5 separate regions of the Mus musculus genome follow, and regions 2, 3, 4 and 5 are each linked to region 1. A link is a contact called in public Hi-C and HiChIP or PLAC-seq data. All regions are on one chromosome and are shown on one strand. Each heading gives the region's core, a stretch centred on a gene start, on an enhancer-like site or on the middle of the called end of the contact. The rest is flanking DNA. Distances are from core to core; before and after follow the strand shown. Region 1 has its middle 55 kb from the start of Trim2. Region 2 holds the start of Fbxw7 (F-box and WD-40 domain protein 7). Region 3 overlaps Tmem154 (transmembrane protein 154). Region 4 has its middle 13 kb from the start of Tmem154. Region 5 overlaps Gm46836 (a long non-coding RNA gene).

What was found. A called contact is a pair of places that touch in the nucleus more often than the background predicts. HiChIP or PLAC-seq counts read pairs in DNA pulled down with a chosen protein or histone mark.
Region 2: a FOXA1 HiChIP or PLAC-seq map of pancreatic cancer cells shows a contact between it and region 1. The contact joins the promoter of Fbxw7 here to the enhancer-like site in region 1. A contact is called at or near these places in 1 of 39 promoter capture datasets (cranial neural crest), 1 of 484 Hi-C or Micro-C datasets (cortical neurons) and 4 of 115 datasets of contacts at active chromatin or transcription factors (differentiating embryonic stem cells, embryonic stem cells and pancreatic cancer cells).
Region 3: a contact with region 1 is called in a Hi-C map of the N1E-115 cell line, with 12 times the contacts expected there. The contact joins two enhancer-like sites. A contact is called at or near these places in 1 of 39 promoter capture datasets (hematopoietic stem and progenitor cells), 1 of 15 datasets of contacts at CTCF or cohesin (the NIH/3T3 cell line), 11 of 484 Hi-C or Micro-C datasets (the C2C12 cell line, the G1E-ER4 cell line, the N1E-115 cell line and 5 more), 4 of 115 datasets of contacts at active chromatin or transcription factors (bone marrow-derived macrophages, extraembryonic endoderm stem cells, microglia and 1 more) and 2 of 9 other capture datasets (adipose tissue and embryonic stem cells).
Region 4: an H3K4me3 HiChIP or PLAC-seq map of bone marrow-derived macrophages shows a contact between it and region 1, with 5 times the contacts expected there. The contact joins two enhancer-like sites. A contact is called at or near these places in 3 of 39 promoter capture datasets (HPC-7-derived erythroid cells, embryonic stem cells and neutrophils), 3 of 484 Hi-C or Micro-C datasets (the HL-1 cell line, cumulus cells and granulocyte-monocyte progenitors), 2 of 115 datasets of contacts at active chromatin or transcription factors (bone marrow-derived macrophages and embryonic stem cells) and 1 of 9 other capture datasets (pancreatic islet).
Region 5: a contact with region 1 is called in a FOXA1 HiChIP or PLAC-seq map of pancreatic cancer cells. The contact joins two enhancer-like sites. A contact is called at or near these places in 1 of 484 Hi-C or Micro-C datasets (the G1E-ER4 cell line), 2 of 115 datasets of contacts at active chromatin or transcription factors (a colorectal cancer cell line and pancreatic cancer cells) and 1 of 9 other capture datasets (pancreatic islet).

The regions. Positions count from the first base shown.
Region 1 is chr3:84,313,079-84,316,610 of GRCm38.p6, forward strand. No RefSeq gene overlaps it. Among named protein-coding and RNA genes, the nearest start is that of Trim2, 55 kb to the left of the region's middle. Within about 2 kb of position 1,668, at least 91 of the 459 cell types and tissues checked have an H3K27ac peak or open chromatin away from gene starts, as enhancers often do. A contact at or near this core is called in the C2C12 cell line, the G1E-ER4 cell line, the N1E-115 cell line and 4 more, where this site is marked.
Region 2 is chr3:84,813,665-84,817,196 of GRCm38.p6, forward strand. It overlaps Fbxw7 (F-box and WD-40 domain protein 7), which reads left to right and starts at 1,913. Exons shown (of 14, transcript NM_001177773.1): 1 at 1,913-2,105. It overlaps Gm35486 (predicted gene, 35486), which reads right to left and starts at 769. Exons shown (of 1, transcript NR_165832.1): 1 at 1-769.
Region 3 is chr3:84,694,194-84,697,725 of GRCm38.p6, forward strand. All of the region lies in intron 6 of Tmem154 (transmembrane protein 154), which reads left to right. Among named protein-coding and RNA genes, the nearest start is that of Tmem154, 30 kb to the left of the region's middle. Within about 2 kb of position 1,943, at least 106 of the 459 cell types and tissues checked have an H3K27ac peak or open chromatin away from gene starts, as enhancers often do. A contact at or near this core is called in the C2C12 cell line, the G1E-ER4 cell line, the N1E-115 cell line and 3 more, where this site is marked.
Region 4 is chr3:84,651,290-84,654,821 of GRCm38.p6, forward strand. No RefSeq gene overlaps it. Among named protein-coding and RNA genes, the nearest start is that of Tmem154, 13 kb to the right of the region's middle. Within about 2 kb of position 1,547, at least 59 of the 459 cell types and tissues checked have an H3K27ac peak or open chromatin away from gene starts, as enhancers often do. A contact at or near this core is called in bone marrow-derived macrophages, where this site is marked.
Region 5 is chr3:84,608,622-84,612,153 of GRCm38.p6, forward strand. All of the region lies in intron 1 of Gm46836 (a long non-coding RNA gene), which reads left to right. Among named protein-coding and RNA genes, the nearest start is that of Gm46836, 6.3 kb to the left of the region's middle. Within about 2 kb of position 1,755, at least 23 of the 459 cell types and tissues checked have an H3K27ac peak or open chromatin away from gene starts, as enhancers often do. A contact at or near this core is called in pancreatic cancer cells, where this site is marked.

The sequences.
Region 1 (3,532 bases), core at 418-2,917:
GATATCACCGTTCTGAAGACCTCCCGGGAATAAATAATGAATCTAGCCTTCCAGCATCAACAGTTGATGGCTTCAGAGACAATTAGCTTGATGTGCTACGAGTGGAAGGATATGGCGCCATCTAGTGTCCTGTATAGGGATCAAGCATGCATCTGTTCCAACCCCTGAGGTGCAGGAAATGATGAAATACGGAGGAAGACCAAGACACTAAGAAACTGACCAGTGACCCCTGTGGGTCACTGAGTTGTTCTCTGGGTTCTTTAAGGAATTTCTAAGACCTTCTTGGGCAACTTGGAGAGACCCTGTCTCAGAATAAAAAGTGACAGAGGGATCGGAGATATACCGGGGTGGTACAGTACTTTCCTAACATGTGTGTGGCCCTGGGTCCAAATCACAGTTTTAAAACAAAACAAAACAAAACAAAACAAAACAAAACAAAACAAAACACAGAAAGGGCAGGGCTGGAAAGGAACCAACTGGAAAGATACAGTGTGAAGTTACACGAAATGGAGTGGTACAAGCTGAACTATAGATAAGGCTTGCACATGCGGGCGACAAAATGATCGAGAAACAAGGAAGTGGCCTGCAGTCTGCGTCAGGAGAGACCCCTGCCAGAGGAAAGTGGCAGCTTGAAGACGACCCTGGCAGGAGAGGGGTCTCTAGCTCTTTACTAGTGATGTTGCTCGGCGCACTTGCTGTGTGATTACTCGCAGCATCCTACATTGGGGGATTTCTAGGTTGTCTCTTACAGTGAACCAGACTCTGCGACCTCATTTGCTTCCCGCCACTCTTATCCACTTCTAGAGTCCAGCCAAGAACTTAGCATGGTGACTGTTGGGTCTGGTGACCTGCGAGCTGAAAAGGTCACCAATAAACCTGAGGAGAGCAGACACCTACCAGGTCCTTACTAAGTGTCCAACACTTAACATGGAGCCTCGCTCCTGAGGCGTTCCCTCTGGGAAGACTGTGAGAGACACACTTCATCTTTGACCAGGAGCTGTTAGGGCTGTGAAGGAGATTGCCTGGGGTGTTTTGTAACATGTGTGAATACCTAAAACAGCAGTATGGCTTGGCATTTACAGCAAGTGCTTACCCTATAGAGATTCAAAAGAGCCAGCTGTCTTTATGGAAAGGTCTCCCTCTTCCCCTCCTTTTCACCCTCCCCTCCCTTTCCCCTCCCCCTCCCCTCCCCCCCCCCCCCATTTGTTGAGACAGTATTTCTCTCTATAGTCCTAGCTGTCTTGGAATCCACTCTGTAGACCAGTCTGGCCTCAAACTCAGAGATCAGCCTGTCTCTGCCTCCTGAGTGCTACAAATAAAGCATGCCAGATAAGGGCTTTACATCCAACACACACACACACACACACACACACACACACACACACACACACACACACACACACGGGGTTGGGGGGTGGACTATAATATAAAGCTATAACTTCTTAGGAAACACTATTAAGTAATAGACTCCCTGACCCAAAGTTCCAAATCAAGTCATTTTTCTTAACATAAAAGTTTGTTCTCTGCGTTCAGAGAACATCAAACTTCCTTCTGTGTTCTCTGCCAAGAATATTTAAATATAAGGCCCTTTAGGAAATCTGACATGTACTGAATCTGAGATTAGTGCATTGTCCACAAGAGGGCACTAGTTCTCCAGGATGCTCAAAAAAATCATCTGGCCACAGTGTAGCAGCCAAGAACAAAAGCAGCTAACTCAGCGGTCCAAACTGAGCAGAGAGAAGTATAGTCACAAAACTCAAAAGAAACTTAACATTCAAGCGCTGCCTCCCCTATCTTCATGATCCGGCTGCAGCCTGCCACAGACGTGCTCAGTCAACCCCAGCGTGTGCATGCCTGCATGCAAGTGAGCTGAATATAAAATGAAGTCAGATACTTGAAAGCATATGGTTACTTGTTTCAAAGATACTGTATGCCTGGCATGGGGATTCCACCCTGATGTCTGAAGACTCAGCACTCCAATCTGCATGAATTTCTTCCCAGAATGGCAGGCAGAGGGCCAGCTTGAGCCTGACACAAATCCTGTTTGATGGAGATTCCACCCTAGCTTGTCCCGGCACGGGGCCCGGCTTCCTTTTTTAAAGTTTATTTTTGTTTACCAATGAAGACACACCTCATCCACTCAAGTAGCCCCACCCAAGTTTAATCAGATGGCTTTCACGGTCCATCTTTTAAGAAACAGCAAACACCCAGTAATGCAAAGACAGCAAGATCTCCCAAGAGGAGCACTCTCATGCCAGGAAACTCAAGCCTCTTGTTTACTTACTGGGTTTGAAGATTCTGCTATCAACAGTGTCTTAGTTCTGTGTTTCTTTCTTGCAGCAAGCAGTAGTACTCCAGTCTCCCCAGAGGCAGCTTAGGTGGGGCTAAGTGCCACCCCCCCCCCCAGCCCCCACACACTCCTTGTACCAAAGCAGAAGACAGCAGCTTTGGTCAGCAGAGATAATGCATTATAGCACATGATAAAGACCCAGAAACAGACAAATAATCAGGTCACCCAGTTTGCCAAAGCTTTGCTGCTGGGCTGCTGGGTTTCTTAGGGCTGCTCTCACTGTATTACACATTTAATTCGGCATGCCTGTCCAGAGGATATTTTTAGATGCAATTACCTAAAGAGCTTTCGAGTTCTGGAGTATTATCTGCATGGGTATCTCTTGGCCTAAGGAACCTAAAGTATTAAATGAAGTGAGTCTCCTTTAAAGACACCAGGGCATTGGGAAAAGGCTACCTGCATATGGGTACGTGCTTTGGGCATCCTTTCTGATGAAGAGGTATCTCAGGCAAGCGTGGTTCTGCCTCCCCTCTCCCAGCAGAGTCACCCCTTCCCAGGATTAGGAGGGAGACCCATGGAAGGGTGCCTACTGTACATCACTGTACACACGGGCTACCTGGCCGAGCAGGGCTGTCTTGGTTCCCTGTCTTTTAGACCATGAGTCTAGGCTGAGACACACAGACCCCAATACATCCCCCACACAGCAGAGTCATGCTGTTCCCCTGAGCACAGCTTTCAAGCACTTCAGTTACTTCTTGTTACAATATAGCTCCTGAATTTTCATCCTGGGCCCTTTATAGACCGGCAGGTTGTGGGATCTGAGGTGCTGAGATTGCGTAGGAAACTGTGATAGAAGGCCCATCTTGCTTCCTGAGATCTTTAACTTCCTTTGGCATCGCAGAGGGATAAGAAACACCGAGTGGGGTCTGGGGAACATGGCAGAGGGTTTGCAAATAAACTCAACAGCACAAACGAACGGGTCCAGAAGAACCACTCAGAACCTTCAATGACATTTAGGTTACAGAGATGGATGCCACTGGTCACATAGCTTAAGCCTTTGATTTTTGTAAATAAGAAAAGTGAGTCTCTCAGTCACGTGGGGCAAGCCTCAGGCCCAACCCCAAGACTCCAGACTCGGTTGGAGTCCTTTCCAGAATAGGGACGAATTCGGTCACTCCCTTCCCGTTCCTCCCTTGGGAACGATGCAGAAAGGGAGAAGGACCCGTATGATCTCTACCTCCA
Region 2 (3,532 bases), core at 663-3,162, 500 kb after region 1:
TTTTAAAAGGGGGCTCGACTACATTCGCCCCTTGAAAACATAGAAATCCCCTAAATAATATCCTAGATGTTGATTCTCTTTCAGCCCTGTTCCCCAGTCCTGCCAATTCGCCTCCTTTCCCACAAAACTCTGAAGTTGCGACTCTGAAGAAACGGCATCCTTTTTCTTTCGTGGCAGGGGGCGGGTGGGGGTGAGGAGGGAGATGTAGTACAACTTGTTTCTACGCTTCAACTTACAAAACGCGTGCGCTTCCACTATCACCTCTGAGTCCCGCTATTGCTGTGCTAGAGGCATTAATTCATTCATTCACTCATCAAACCTTCGTAGTGCACTACTACACACAATGCGGCGCAAGGTTTCACCCCACGCCAAGGGAAGGGTGGGACGTTCGCTCCCGGGAGCAGGTGCAGCCACTGGCTGTAGGTTAACTTTTCCAGCCGTCTCTCGGTTCCAGGATCTGCTCCGGGCCAAAAGCCTCACCTTCGGGTGTTGCGCGCCCTAGCCCGATCCCGGGCCTCCTCATTCCCAGAGGAGCAGTCCGCACCTGCCCCGGAGGGAACGGCGACAGAGCTCCCTCTCCGCGCCGCCCTAGGGTCAGGGGTAAGATCAGGCGGTAGCTTAGGCTCGCCTGGGCTCCTCCCCTTCCTCTCTTCAGTTCTGACGCGGCCGTAGAGGCGGCGGCGGCAGCGGCGGCGGTAGCAGCAGCAGCAGCAGCAGCAGCAGCAGTCCCGCGGCCCGAGGCGCACCCACCCGCTCGCAGATCGCGACTTCCTCTTCCCTTGGTGCGTCATCAGAACGCGCCGCAGCCTCCCAGGGCGGGGTGGCTGGAGATGGGGAGAAGAGGCCCGGAGAGGAAGGCGCAGAGAGGAAGGGGAAGGGAGGGGGAGGAGAGCGGTTGCTAGGCGACTTACGTCATCGCTGGGCGCCACTCTCCTCCCGCCCCTCTGTGGAGTGAGGCGAGAGCCCCGCACAGAGCGAGAGAGAGACAGAAGCTGAGCTTCGGGCGCTGCCGCCGCCGCCGGGGAGAGCGTGAGAGCGAGTGAGTGAGCGAGCATCCGAGAGACCCGGCATCCGTGCACTGGCCGCCGCCAAGACCTTTGCCGCAGCCCGGGCCATCGGGAGCCGCGGCCGCCGTCGGCTCCCCCCCTTACATTCCCGGCCGGCAGCGGCTGCTGCACACGCCGAAGCCGGAGCCCCAGCCGGAGCCGGAGCCGGAGCCCGAGCCCGAGCCCGAGCCGGAGCCCGCGGCCGGGGGGCAGGGAGGCGGCTGCCGCGGGTCGGGACTCGTAGCTGCTCAGCCGGGAGAGGACGCCCGCGAGGGGCTGGGCTTTCTGCCTCGTCCCGGACTGTGGGACGAAGGACCCCCCGAGGTGTAGGGAGGGGGTCCCGGCCGCCGCGACACATGCGGGAGCCGGGAGCGGGGGCGGCGCCGATCCGAGCCCGCCGGGTCCCCAGCCTTGCCGCTGTCCACACCAGCCGCCCGGGGCCGTAGCATCCCATAGCGGAGTGTATGAACCCCGGCCCCCAGCCCAGGAGCCACCTCCGGGCCGGGGGGGCGGGGACCCCGATGTGAAACGGCCGCGGCGGCGTGGTGAGCGGCCCCGGCGCCGCTGTCCTCTCCTTCCCCTCCCCTCCCCTCCACCCCCTCTGGGGGGGCTTCTCTTTGGGCCTGCCGCCGCACCCCGGCTCCTCGGCGGGACTCCAGGAGTTCTCGGCGCCCCCTCCCCGCCCCAGCCCCCCAGGGCGGTGGGGCCGGGGGGGAACCTGGGGGGCCGGCTGCAGCCTCCGCCCAGAGGAAACTTTACCCAAACAAAATCTTCGAGCTTTCTGATCGTGACTGTCCCGGGACAAGTGGCCCAGGACGGGCTGAAGCCACCACAGTCTGCAGGGACCCAGGAAGAGAAAAAGCGGTGAGCGAGCGGGGCCGCCACCGCCGCCTCTATCCCAGCAGCGCGGAAGAGACCCGGGTAGCTGCTTGGTGGAGCGACGCTAGCACCGCTTCTTCCTCAGTTCCGCGCCTAGCCAGCCTTCCGCAGCTGCCCGCCTCAGCCCGAAGGAGGAAGGGAGCCAGCCACATTGTCAGCGCCACCGCTCGACTCTGAAGCGTGAGTGGACCCGGGGGAGGGGGACATTATAAGGTGACAAGTGGGAGCGGGTGGGTGCTTTGATGCTGGAGTTCGGCTGTTCCTCGGGAGGGTTGGCAGTGGAAACCTTTCCTTTCTACCAATAGGAGAAAGTGTCAGTTTGCAGGAGTAATGCAAGTACTCGGAGTTTTTTCTTAGAGCAGCTGTGTCTCCAGAGTGGACACTTGCACCTTTTTGGACACTAAACTGAGAAAGCCTATGGCCAGCTCTGTCCCATGCCTTTTCCTGGCAACCTTATTCTGGCAGTGGTTTTTGTTTCAGGGAAACTCCCATGGATTCCCACGTGGGAATCACTTGAATCAACCCTTAATTTTTTTTTTTCCTTTCCTAACTATTGTTTTTGAAGTTGCCTTGGATGGGAAGACCAGATTTCATTTTAGTGCATAGGGGAGTTTGGTGCCCCCAACGCTTTATTTCCCAGGTCTACAGAGTCCGATGTGTAGGGTGCTTGCATGTTTCAGTTGGCTCAGGAAAATCCGAGTTCCTAAGATGCACAACCCACTGAAACTTATTTCAGGGAGAGCACTTAATAAATTACCATTTCGTAAAAGTTGCTGCAGCGCTCTCTCTCTCTCTCTCTCTCTCTCTCTCTCTCTCTCTGTGTTGAGGGAGAGAGGGAGTAATATGTTTTAAGTGGTAGCACATTTTTACTAGGTTTCTACTAGGGACTGGAAGGGCATGCATGCAGCTGTTTTTATTTGGCTCTACTTGTCGACCTTGAGACTTTATACTCTTTTAGGAAAACATTTAGCACTCTGAGTGTTAAATTAGAGGTATAGAAAAGTAATGCTCACATATGTAGGTTAAGCTGACCATCCTAAGGCTTAACGTACTGTAGGATTTCATGTAGCAAGGAACATAGGTAGTAGTTTAAGACTGGAATTCTGGTCTATCCAGACAGCTAAATGTGGGCAGAATAAAGATGCTCTGTAGAAATGACTAGAAACTTGGGAGTATCAATTTATCTACCCATCCATCCATCTTAATTTCTCCATTGAGGGTCATGATTAAATTTGTTTGAAAGTTTTTCACATTTCATGTTTGGGACCTGTTCTCCCCTCCTCTTTTTAAATAATGAACCTCCAAGTTTATCATTCTGCATTATATAGCAATGTATTTCTCTTTGACCAGCCTTCTCAATCTTTCAGGATACAGTTTGTTTGAGGAATGCTAAAACACTGTGAATTTACCTTACCTTGCTTTTATAGATTTTGTTTAATCTCTACTATCATCTGTCCCAACTTTTCTTTTCTTCAAGACTGTTTTTCTATGTTACCTTGGCTGTCCTGGAACTATCTCTGTATATCAGGCTGGCCTAGTGTTCACAGATATGCACCTGCCTCTGCCTCCTGAGTGCTGACTGGGATTAAAAGGTATGTGCCCTGACT
Region 3 (3,532 bases), core at 693-3,192, 380 kb after region 1:
GAATGAATTCACAGGGAACGCTCCTGTGTTCTTTACCTCTCACATACACAGCCCATCATCAGGGCCTCCCCATGAGTGGGACGTTTGTTACAATCACCTGATAGGTCAGCATCAAGCAACCTTCCTCTGTGGCATCAGCCCCTGAGACGCCCCCCACACCCCATATGTGTACACAATGCTCCAGAAGGCAGGGATGTGACTAAGGAGTGAGTTGAATGAGTGCTGCACTCGCCTGCCCTCCTGATAAGGAGGAACCATTTGTAGCATCAGCATCCCGTACTTCTGGGCTTCTGGGGACTGGCAGCTCCACCATCCCTCCCTTCAGAGCTTCCCCTGGAATCCATCCCAGCCCCTGATTTTCACTTTCCAGTTCTCACTTTCCTATCCTTTTCTGCCTGACTCCTGTTCTCCCCCTCGGCTCCTCCCTCCCGCCTCCCTCCTTCCTTCTCTCTATTCCCTCCCTCCCTCCCTCCCTCTCCTATTTCCCTCACCTCTGCTTCTTTCTTTAACTCTGGATCATACTATGTAGCCCAGGCTGGCCTTGAACTCATAATCTTCTTGAGTATTGGGACAATAGCAGCATTGACACAGATTGACACTTTAATGTATATGATAATATATATTATTTATTAATCACATAATAACACAATTTTATTTACATTTATTTAAATTAGCACAATTTAATATTTATAACTGATCATAAATTAATTGGTATTATATAATTATATATAATAATTGATAAAGTGATTACTAAATTATATTAATTAATATAAGATTGTAATATAATACACTATATATTAATATATCAAATTATGATATAATATATAACATGTCATATATAATATAGTATGATATGTAATGTGTGACATGTGACATGTAACATGTAACATATAATCTATATTTAGGGTATATTAATTGCACAAAATTTACCTCAGAGTAGACATTTTTCTTGAAATGTACATGCTCAGCCCCCAAATAGGATGTTAGTAAGGACCAGGTCTGTACAAACTACTACAAGCCCTTTGCAGTGAGGTTGTCATGTTTACGAAACAATGACAGGAAAGGACAAGAAAAGAGTTTAGGGGAGAAGAGTTCCATATTCTTATTTTCCACCTTAGTGGCCTTTCTCTGCAATCCCCTGTTCTGTGACTTGTGGTGCACAAAAGCTGCTATAGTGGACTCAGCACAGGACAAGCAGAGGTAGCCCAGAGCTGAACAGATCCATTCGGTGGGCTTATAATCAACTGTTCCAAGTCTCTAGACAATGAAGTCCTTTGTCAAACCCCACCCACACGGCACCTCCCAAATGCACTAGATAGCATACAGTCCAGACATCGTCCACCTGGCCCAGGCTAGCCTGCTGCTTCCTTTCTCCTGACTCATGTCTAGTCAGACACTCAGAGCTTCTGTCTGCACCGTGGACCACATGAGCACAGACAGGGAGGCACAGACGTAGCCACGCTCCCGTTTGCTGCTGCTCATCACCATCCAGAGGTGGAGAGTTTACACTGTGTGACCGTGCAGAGAAAGGTCGAGGCATTAAAGTGTCAGTGACTGCCCCCAGTGTTCCCTATCTAGTCCCCACCACCCCAAACAAGAGTGAACTAGATTTGCAGTACCACAAGGGATAGAACGTAATAGTTTGTGTTCTCCAGCCAGAAGGACACTGTTAAAGACTGTGTGTGTGTGTGTGTGTGTGTGTGTGTCCCAGAGTGTGTCTCCACAGCAGGCATGATCTCTGTATCTTGGGCCGATTCCGAGCCTCATTTCTCTAACTCCACCCAGGCCAGGCCTCTGTCGGGAAGAAGGGACTTTGTATAGATGAGAAAGAAAGCTTGATCTAATTGTTATGTGATGTCGTGCCAAATCCAACTCCACACTCTCTGAAACTGAGTCAGAGTGTCGTGACCCCAGAAGGGTTGAGTGGTGGCATACCGCCATGTTCAGAGATGGCTGCATTAGCTGTGGCCATAACTCAGGATTGTTGCAAGATAGATGGGGTCGGGAGGACAGGGTGACTGTCCAGTCTGGACAAACAGTCACTGCCATGAGGTTGAGGGATTTGAGCTGAATCTGTCCCCATTCTGCTGGCAGTGAGCCCGTTGGGTGCTTTCTTGAGGAAAATACAGCCGTGCTTTGTTTAGTTTTACAGTTTGTCCTCCTGTTCCTGTATATGCTTGTGGAAAGGTGTTCCATGTTCTTCCCGTGTTTATATAACACTCCTAGACAAATTACTCTTTAATGTCACTGTCAGAAATAAGTTGCTAAGACTGCACGTGCGCACATCGAGGCAAGCGGGAAGGTTGAAAGCGGAGCTGCCTGCGTGTTTGTTGTGGCTCCGTGGCAGTGCGCCAAGGTATTTTAACAGGGAACTCCAGGATTTGCTAGAGTTAAAAATGCATGGCTTATTTGATCATTTTCCAGAGATGATGAATAGCCAGAGACAGCTAACTAAATAAAGCAATGAGCCTGTGACGGAGAACGCCCTGGCTTACTGTGCTGGGACTCGGGGGAGGAGGCCGCTGACTCACCGCAGGTCTTGTGGATGGATAGATACCACTCCACACAAAACTCCGGAGAGGCAGCTGCTCTCTGGGAACTGCTCGATAGCCCATCAAAGCAGAAGCAGTTTGTGACATGCTGGGACCAAGTCACGTGGCTATGGCATTCCAGAGATCACGCTTTTAGGGAACTGAAGTAAACAATGCAGCTAAACAAAAGGCGTCTCCCTAGAAATGTGAGCTGTGCTTCTGAAGACGATTTCTTAAAGCCTTTACATCTCTGAGACAATGCTGTAGGTAACTCACAAACATTTGTCAGAGCTCAGGCTGCCTAGTACAAATCACCAAGAGGCATGCATGCATGCATGCGGGTGCCAGGCCTGTAGCATGGGGTTTTACCTGTCTTTTTCTCTGTGTTTTCATTTGAGTGTGTGGTGCTGGGGACTGAGGCCAGAGCCTCTCTCACCCCAGCCCCTCATTCATTCTTTTACAACAACCCTATCAGCTTAGAATTGTTAGGTGTGCTTTGCAGATGACATCAGATGAGGATATTAAAGCTAGGAAAGGTTACCTTGCCCCTTGTCATAAAACAAAGACATAACGGCCCCGATTCAGGCTTCGGGCAGATCGTATGTGCTTCTGATGTTAAGAATCTACTTGTTTGTGGATCCCAACCTTGTAACTATCATAAAAGCCCCTATAAATTAGCAACTGCCCAGTGCTAGCACCCACAACAACAAGATGCAAGGCACAATCATTTGAAAGGTCCAAGTGTTTATTTACTGGACCTGAGGAGAAGGTACAGCCTGTCAAAGTGCTTGCCTTTGAGCATGGGAACCTGAGTTCAGATCCTAGCACATAGCACAGAAAAGCTGGGTGTGATCCTACGCTTGACTTTAACCCTAGCACTGTCCCAAGCCAGAGCCAGAGACGTGTTATGTGTTCTGCTAGCGCACAGCCTAGCTCCAAGCTCAGGGAGAGACACTGTCTCAGGAGAGCAAGACCGAGAGTGAGGAAAGAGCAGGACGCTT
Region 4 (3,532 bases), core at 297-2,796, 340 kb after region 1:
TTCTTTTTGTCATGGGAGGAGTGTCTCACACTGTAGCCCAGGCTGGTCCCAAATTCCTGATCCCAAGTGATCCTCCTGAGGAGTTAGTTAGTATGGTGGGTCATTAGCACCCCTAGTGAGGAATGACTCCTTTTTAAAAATACACAATTTTATTCATGTGAGGGCGAGGGGCATGCCATAGCACACAAGTGGAGGTCAGAGGGCAACTTTCAAAAGTCAGTCCACTCCTTCCTCCATGGAGATCCTGTGGACTGATCTTCTTATAACAGAAAATCAGTTTAAGTGGTAGTGCTGTAACCCAGGGCCTTGTGTAGCTGGGCCAACATCCTACCATTGACATATGCATTCACAGTTCTGAACATTTTCCCTTAGATTTCTTTCAACATTGTGTTAGATTTTGACCCTTGAAAAAGGAATGATCATCTCGCATCTACCAAAGGACCAGTCTCAGGACCACATCACTTTAAAGACTGCAGAGCAGGAAGCTGGAAAGAGCTCACATTCTTGATTGGCCCAACTTCTGGACCAGACAGCCTGGGAATAGTTTCATCTTCAGACTTTTCATTATGGGATATTTTCTTTGCAATTTAAACCTTTAACTTGACTTGAAGTCATTGATACATCTCACTGTAACCTTAAAAATACATTTTAAAAAATTTATGTGTTTGAGTACATTGTCGCTGTCTTCAGACACACCAGAAGAGGGCGTCAGATCTCATTACCGATGGTTGTGAGCCACCATGTGGTTGCTGGGAATTGAACTCAGGACCTCTGGAAGAGCAGTCAGTGCTCTTAACCACTGAACATCCCTCCAGCCCCCTAAATACATTCCTGTTTGTAGAAGCTTTGGGATAGATCTCATAGAAAAGGAATTGCCACCTTTTACCTGCATTCTTAAATACTAGGGTATTTGAGAGAACAAATCAATTTCATTATTCATAAGCACTAGGTTTATGCTAATCCTTAGGGAAATTAAAATGAAATAGAGTGTGCAGCCTTTTCGATCGATCAAAACAAAGACAAATGATCAGATGATCACCACGAGGGAAGCTTTTCTAAGGTTTTCTGTGGACCTTAAACCTTCATGGCCCTAGGGCCAGCTCTCTACTTGTCTCAATCGTGTCCAAGGCTTATCTCTAGTGGACTCCTCCGTTTGTCTCCGTACTTATGAAATCACACTGTATGTGATCCTGGGTGTGATCACACACACACACACACACACACACACACACACACACACACCTGCACACACATTCTGTATAAATATGTGAATTGTAAGTACTTAACAGAGAAAGGGTCGTTCCTTGCATTGATTGCCAGCCTCACACTGTGAATACTTAGTTATTCTCCCTTCTCATGACTTCCAGGGTGATGATGTCCATTCCAGAGCTGACAAGTATGACTCTGAGTACTCTTGCACACACTGCAAGCCTATTTTCGTCTGTTTGAAAGTGGAGTTGTAGTAATAAACCTATTTGGGTCAGTGTCAAGTGACAACTACTCATGAATATTTGTGCAATGACTTCACTTACTGTGCATTGAAATAGGCACCCAAAAGGACAGCCTGTGTGAGCTGCTATTTTCATCCCATCCCAGTGTCTCAGCAGGCTGCGCCATCCCAATTGTAGCAAAATGCTCAGCCGCCAATGAAACCCCCAGTGGCACAAGCTCTGCTGTTAGAGATCTATCTTATCACATGGGCAGAGGACACTTGTTTCTTAAAGGAGAATGTCACCCACAGAGGGGACATCCTCAACTCTTACCACACACTCAAGTCTCATTTGTCCCTCCATCTCCAGCAGCTTGTCCCAGCTTCCTTCCCAAGTCTGTCGCCCACACACCTTTCTATGAACCCCCCTTCCTTCCTTCAGATCTGTGCATACTCAAAAGTCCTACTGTGGGTGTGTGACAAACTGAGCTGAGCCACTACCAGAAGGATTGGCCGTCTTACTGGCACACCACTGATCTTTCCTTAGTTTCTCCAGCAACTACACCTTGGATTGGGATTTTCTGATTTTTCTCCTTTCCCGACCGCAGTCTGGAGTTCAATACACCGTCACCCAACCGTGTGATTCAAATGGCCGTGGCGGTGAGGACAGGCTCTAGAAATTGACTCTGACGTTCAAGGTAGATGATCCCACAAGTAAACAGCTTTTTCTTCCACTGAAAGCTGCAAATGTCCTTGGTTCTGTGCTGGCTAGAGCCCAGCAAAGGCAGAAGAGGCTGTAATTCTCTGTATTTTTTTTCTCTCCTAAAGTCTCCCTGGAAACTAGGTATAAAGGTGTGACTGAAATTACCCTCAACCACCCGGGCAAGAGATCAACCTCCAGGAAGGCTCATTCTCCTACAGCCGTGCTAAAGGATGGGAGGAATTATACCCTCTTTGGGTGATGAACTTTTCCCGCCCAGAAGTTTTGCCCCTAAAGCAGTCGCTTGAGTGTTGATGGTCTTGCAGCTCCAAAAAATTTGCCCACTTAAAAAATTTTTTTTTCACCCCATTCCTCTTCTCTACTTCTTTCTCTTGGATAACCACTAAAGCCTAGCATTTTTTTTTTCTCTGTCACTCTGAGCTTTCTCTCTCTTTATCTGAAGCTACACTGCTTTTTACCACCTAGCTGTTGGCAGCCGTGAATCTGCATACAGACCTCCATTGCTACGCGAAGCTCCGCCTCTCCTTCCTTCTAGCTCCGCCTCTCCTTCCTTCTCCCTTTTCTTCATCCCCCCCCCCCGCCCCCCCTCCTCCTGGCGGCTGCCGAAATCGAAGGCTTGTCTGCCGTGTAGCTTTCCTTTAAACTCCTATAAAATTGTCCTGGAGCTCCATCCTGAATCCATTTTTAAGTCTTTTATCAATAAAATGAAGAAGCCAAGGAGGTGACCCCAGTTCCTTGGTAGCAGAAGCATGCTGTGCTGGGGTTCCTCAGGAGAGCTTAGCAGAGGGGGAGCCTGGGCCCCAGGTGCTGCACCCTCCGTGACCCCGGAACTTCCGCCATCTCAGCTCTTTCAGAGAACAGATGCCTGCCCTGCCCGCTACAAGGGAGATAAGGGACAAATAGATGTACAGACGTATCTCACCACTCACATCAGTCAGCACAGAGCTGCTCTTCCTTGGCACGATTTGCCGTTTCGAGTTGGATGACTCTTTGTTGTGGGGGGCTGGACTGAGTGTTGTGCAGTGCCTCCCATTAAATGCCAATGACATCACTAAGTCCTGGCAACCAAGAATGTGCCAAAGGCTTCTGGACATAACTGCCACCAGGTACCTCCAGAGATCCCACTGGTTTTGTGCTTCTGATCACCCATTCACGCCTACTGCCCCAGCCATGGTCATTTCTGGCCATTCAACAAATAGGGTGTGTTTTCCTCCCCTGTTGGCATGCTTCCCTGTGCCAGCCAAGGCGTTTTAAAGAGGTGTTAGCAGCTGTCCACACACAGGCACCAAAGCTTCTCTAGATTCTCCCCTACAGAATCTCCTACAACAAAACATTATCATTTCCTGATACTGACTTAAGCAGCCTGTCCTCGGACTGGGAAG
Region 5 (3,532 bases), core at 505-3,004, 300 kb after region 1:
ACCTCTTATGGAGAAATCCCTTCATATTCTTAGTGTGTGTCTGTGGTCGTTCTGCACTACATGGCAATACACAGTAAGTCACTGAAAGAGAAAACAGGCAGGCCAGGTGTGGTGGACCTTACCTACAATACCAGTATTCAAGAGGAGGTGGCAGAATGACCTCTAAGAGGCCAGCCTAGTCTACATAGTGAGCTCTAAACTACCCAGGGCTACACAGTGAGACAACCTTCTCTATTACACACATACATACACACACATGCACATACACACATTAAACTTTTAAAAAAGAACAACTAAAACTTGCCTTCATAATTTGTAAGGAATCTATTTTTGCCATTAAATTACTATATCTACTATTATTTTTACTATATAAGAAAAAATAAAAAGGGCATGGCATAAAGGGCAGTGGGTCAGGCACACTGGTGCATGCCTGTAATCCCAATCACTTGAAAGGCTGAGGTTGGAAGCTCATGAGTTTGAAGGCAGCCTGGGCAACTTAGTGAGCTCTTATAGATACAGATACATAAAGATAGATAGATAGATAGATAGATAGATAGATAGATAGATAGATAGATAGATAGATAGGATAGATAGGATAGATAAGATAGATAGATAGATAGATAGATAGATAGATAGATAGATAGATAGATAGATAGATAGAATGATCAGATAGATAGGTAGATCGGAAGGAAGGAATAATGGATAGATGGAAGTAAGGAAAGAGGAGAGAAAGGAGGGAAGAAGAGAGGGAGAGAGGGAGGGTGTGATGGTTTGTATGTGCTTGGCCCAGGGAGTGGCACTATTAGGAGATATGGCCTTGTTGGAGTAGGTTTGTCACTGGGGGCATGAGTTTAAGACCCTCACCCTAACTGCCTAGAAGTCAGTCTTCCATTAGCAGCCTTAAGATGAAAACATAGAACTCTCAGCTCTGCCTGCACCACACCTGCCTGGATGTTGCCATGTCCCCACCTTGATGATAATGAACTGAACCTCTGAACCTTTAAGCCAGCCCCGATGAAATGCCGTACTTTATAAGACTTGGCCATGGTGTCTGTTCACAGCAGTAAAACCTTAACTAAGACAGAGGGCAATTGGTAATTAGGCGACAAATACAAGGAAGTATTTTTTATAAATACATACATTCTTTGCATATAGAAGTTACTATATAAAATTTTATTTAAAGAATATTGCATTGCATATAATTGATAGTTTGATGGACATTTATCAGCACATGGCTATATGTTCAATGGGACATCACAAGATATGTTTAACTTATTCTTACATTGACATGTGTCATCTGTTATTAAATCCAGCTTCTTACAGGTTAGTTAACAGAAATGAAAGGAGAGGCTGCGGAGAGCAGTGGGGGCTGGGGGGACTGGGTTTCAGTCCTTACTATATAGGTTAACATACAGAGAAGCATGATAGATAGCACTTCCCTTATTTATCACATTCTGTGTGCACCCATGGTGGCTCTGATGCCAGCCTCCCCAGGACCTGGAGAATGTGCATCAGAGCCTCTGCTCAGAGATCCTTTGAAGCTGGTGAGGGGAAGCCAAGGGCTCTGAGGTGTCAGTACAGAGCATACGGGGTTTATTCGGAAAGACTTCTTGATCGGTTCCAGCATCTGGGAAGCAGTGTCCTTCGGGATATAAAAGTCTTGTTTGCTTTTATGAGTGTGAATCAGGACATGCTATCCGTGCCAGGTGCCTGCTGGACCGTGGAGCTAACACTCCCAGCCTAGATTGCTTCTGACTGTTGCCAGTCGCTGGCTATCTCACCCCATGTAAATCAATAACCAGTCTCTTGCGGTGGTGGCTGGGTGAGAGTGGCTCCCGTACAAATGCTTAGTCACCAGGGAGTGGAACTTTTGAAAAGGATTAGAAGGTGTGGCCTTGTTGGAGGAAGTGTGTCACTGGGGGGGTGGGGGTGGGGCAGGCTTTGAGGTTTCAAAAACCTCAGGATCAGCCTCTCTTGACCACTCTCTCCCTCCCTCCCTCTCCCTCCCTCTCCCTCCCTCCCCCTCCCTCTCCCTCTCCCTCTCCCTCCCTCTCCCTCTCCCTTTCCCTCCCTCTCCTTCTCCCTGAACCTCCCTCTCCCTCTCCCTCTCCCTCTCCCTCTCCCTCTCCCTCTCCCTCTCCCTCTCCCTCTCCCTCTCCCTCTCCCTCTACCTCTACCTCTCCCTCTCCCTCTCCCTTCCTCTCCCCATCCCCACCCCTGCTTGTCTACTAGGATGTAGCTCTCAGCAACTGTTCCAGCACCATGCTTGCAACCATGCTCCCTGTCATAATGCTACTGAAACTGATGGACTAACCTTCTGAAACTGTAAGCAAGCCCGCAGTTCAATGGTTTCTTTTATGGGCATTGCCTTGGTCAGGGTGTCTCCTCACAGCAATATAACAGTAACTAAGATGCCTGCTTTTGTCTATTTTATATAATAGGTCACATGTTGTAGTAGGTTTAATAAGATGACTCTCCCAAATTTCATTTCTACCTGGAACCTCCAGACATGACCTTATGAGGAAACAGGGTCTCTGTAGATGTAATTCATTGGAAATCAGTTAAGGACGTCAAGAGAAAATAATCCTAGACTTAGAATAGGTCTTAAATTAGTGCCCAGTCCCCTTATAAAAGAGGAAATGGCTAAGAATGGCCGTATATGCCTATAATCCCAGCACTTGGGAAGCTGAGACAGGAGGATCATGAGTTTAAGCCAGACTATGCTATATAGTGATCTCAAAAAAAAAAAAAATCCACAAACCAGGACTAGAGGCAAGATTTTTATGATGCTACCATAAGCCAAGAATGCCAGGAGCCCAACCCCCAACCCCACTCCCCAGAGGCCTTAGTCCAGGAAGGTCCCTCCCTGTGAATCCTTGTGATTGATTAGGACAAGGAAGGACCCTCCCTGCAAACCCTTGTGGGGTGCATGCGTGTGCACAGATGCAGACAGACACCTTGATTTCAGTCCAGTCGTTTCCAGAATCTAGTAACAATTAGGTGTTTGTTGTCTTAAGTCACAGAGTTTCAGCTTCCCTAGGAAGTTCACACACACACACACACACACTTTGCTTAACATGATTCAGTTTTCTTCCCGGTCTACCCTTTACAGAAATGAAATTGTCAAACTAAGCAAACTAAACAATGGATTCTCCGTGGAGTCTTATTCCCAGATTTCTAGCTTGTTCACAGGCTCTGTGTCTCATCTTGACATGCTGTGTCACCTGTCCTGGGTTTTGCTTCTGTTTGTTCCTCCCCATTGCCTTCAGAAGCCCTGAGGATGTTTGTGCAGAGAGATAGGCACCTTGTCTATTGTCTGCCTTTCCATGTAGTGCCTAAGTGGACTCTGGACTAACTCAACTTGTTTACATTTGGGAGATGCACTTGTGCTTGCTCTTCTCTAAGATGCTCGTGTTTGATTCTTCATTGACCAGCACTGTGATGGTGAATAGTAATTGTCAACTTGCCTGGACTTAGAATTATCTAGAAGAAACACCTCTGAGCACATCTATGAGGAGCTTTCCAGGGAGAA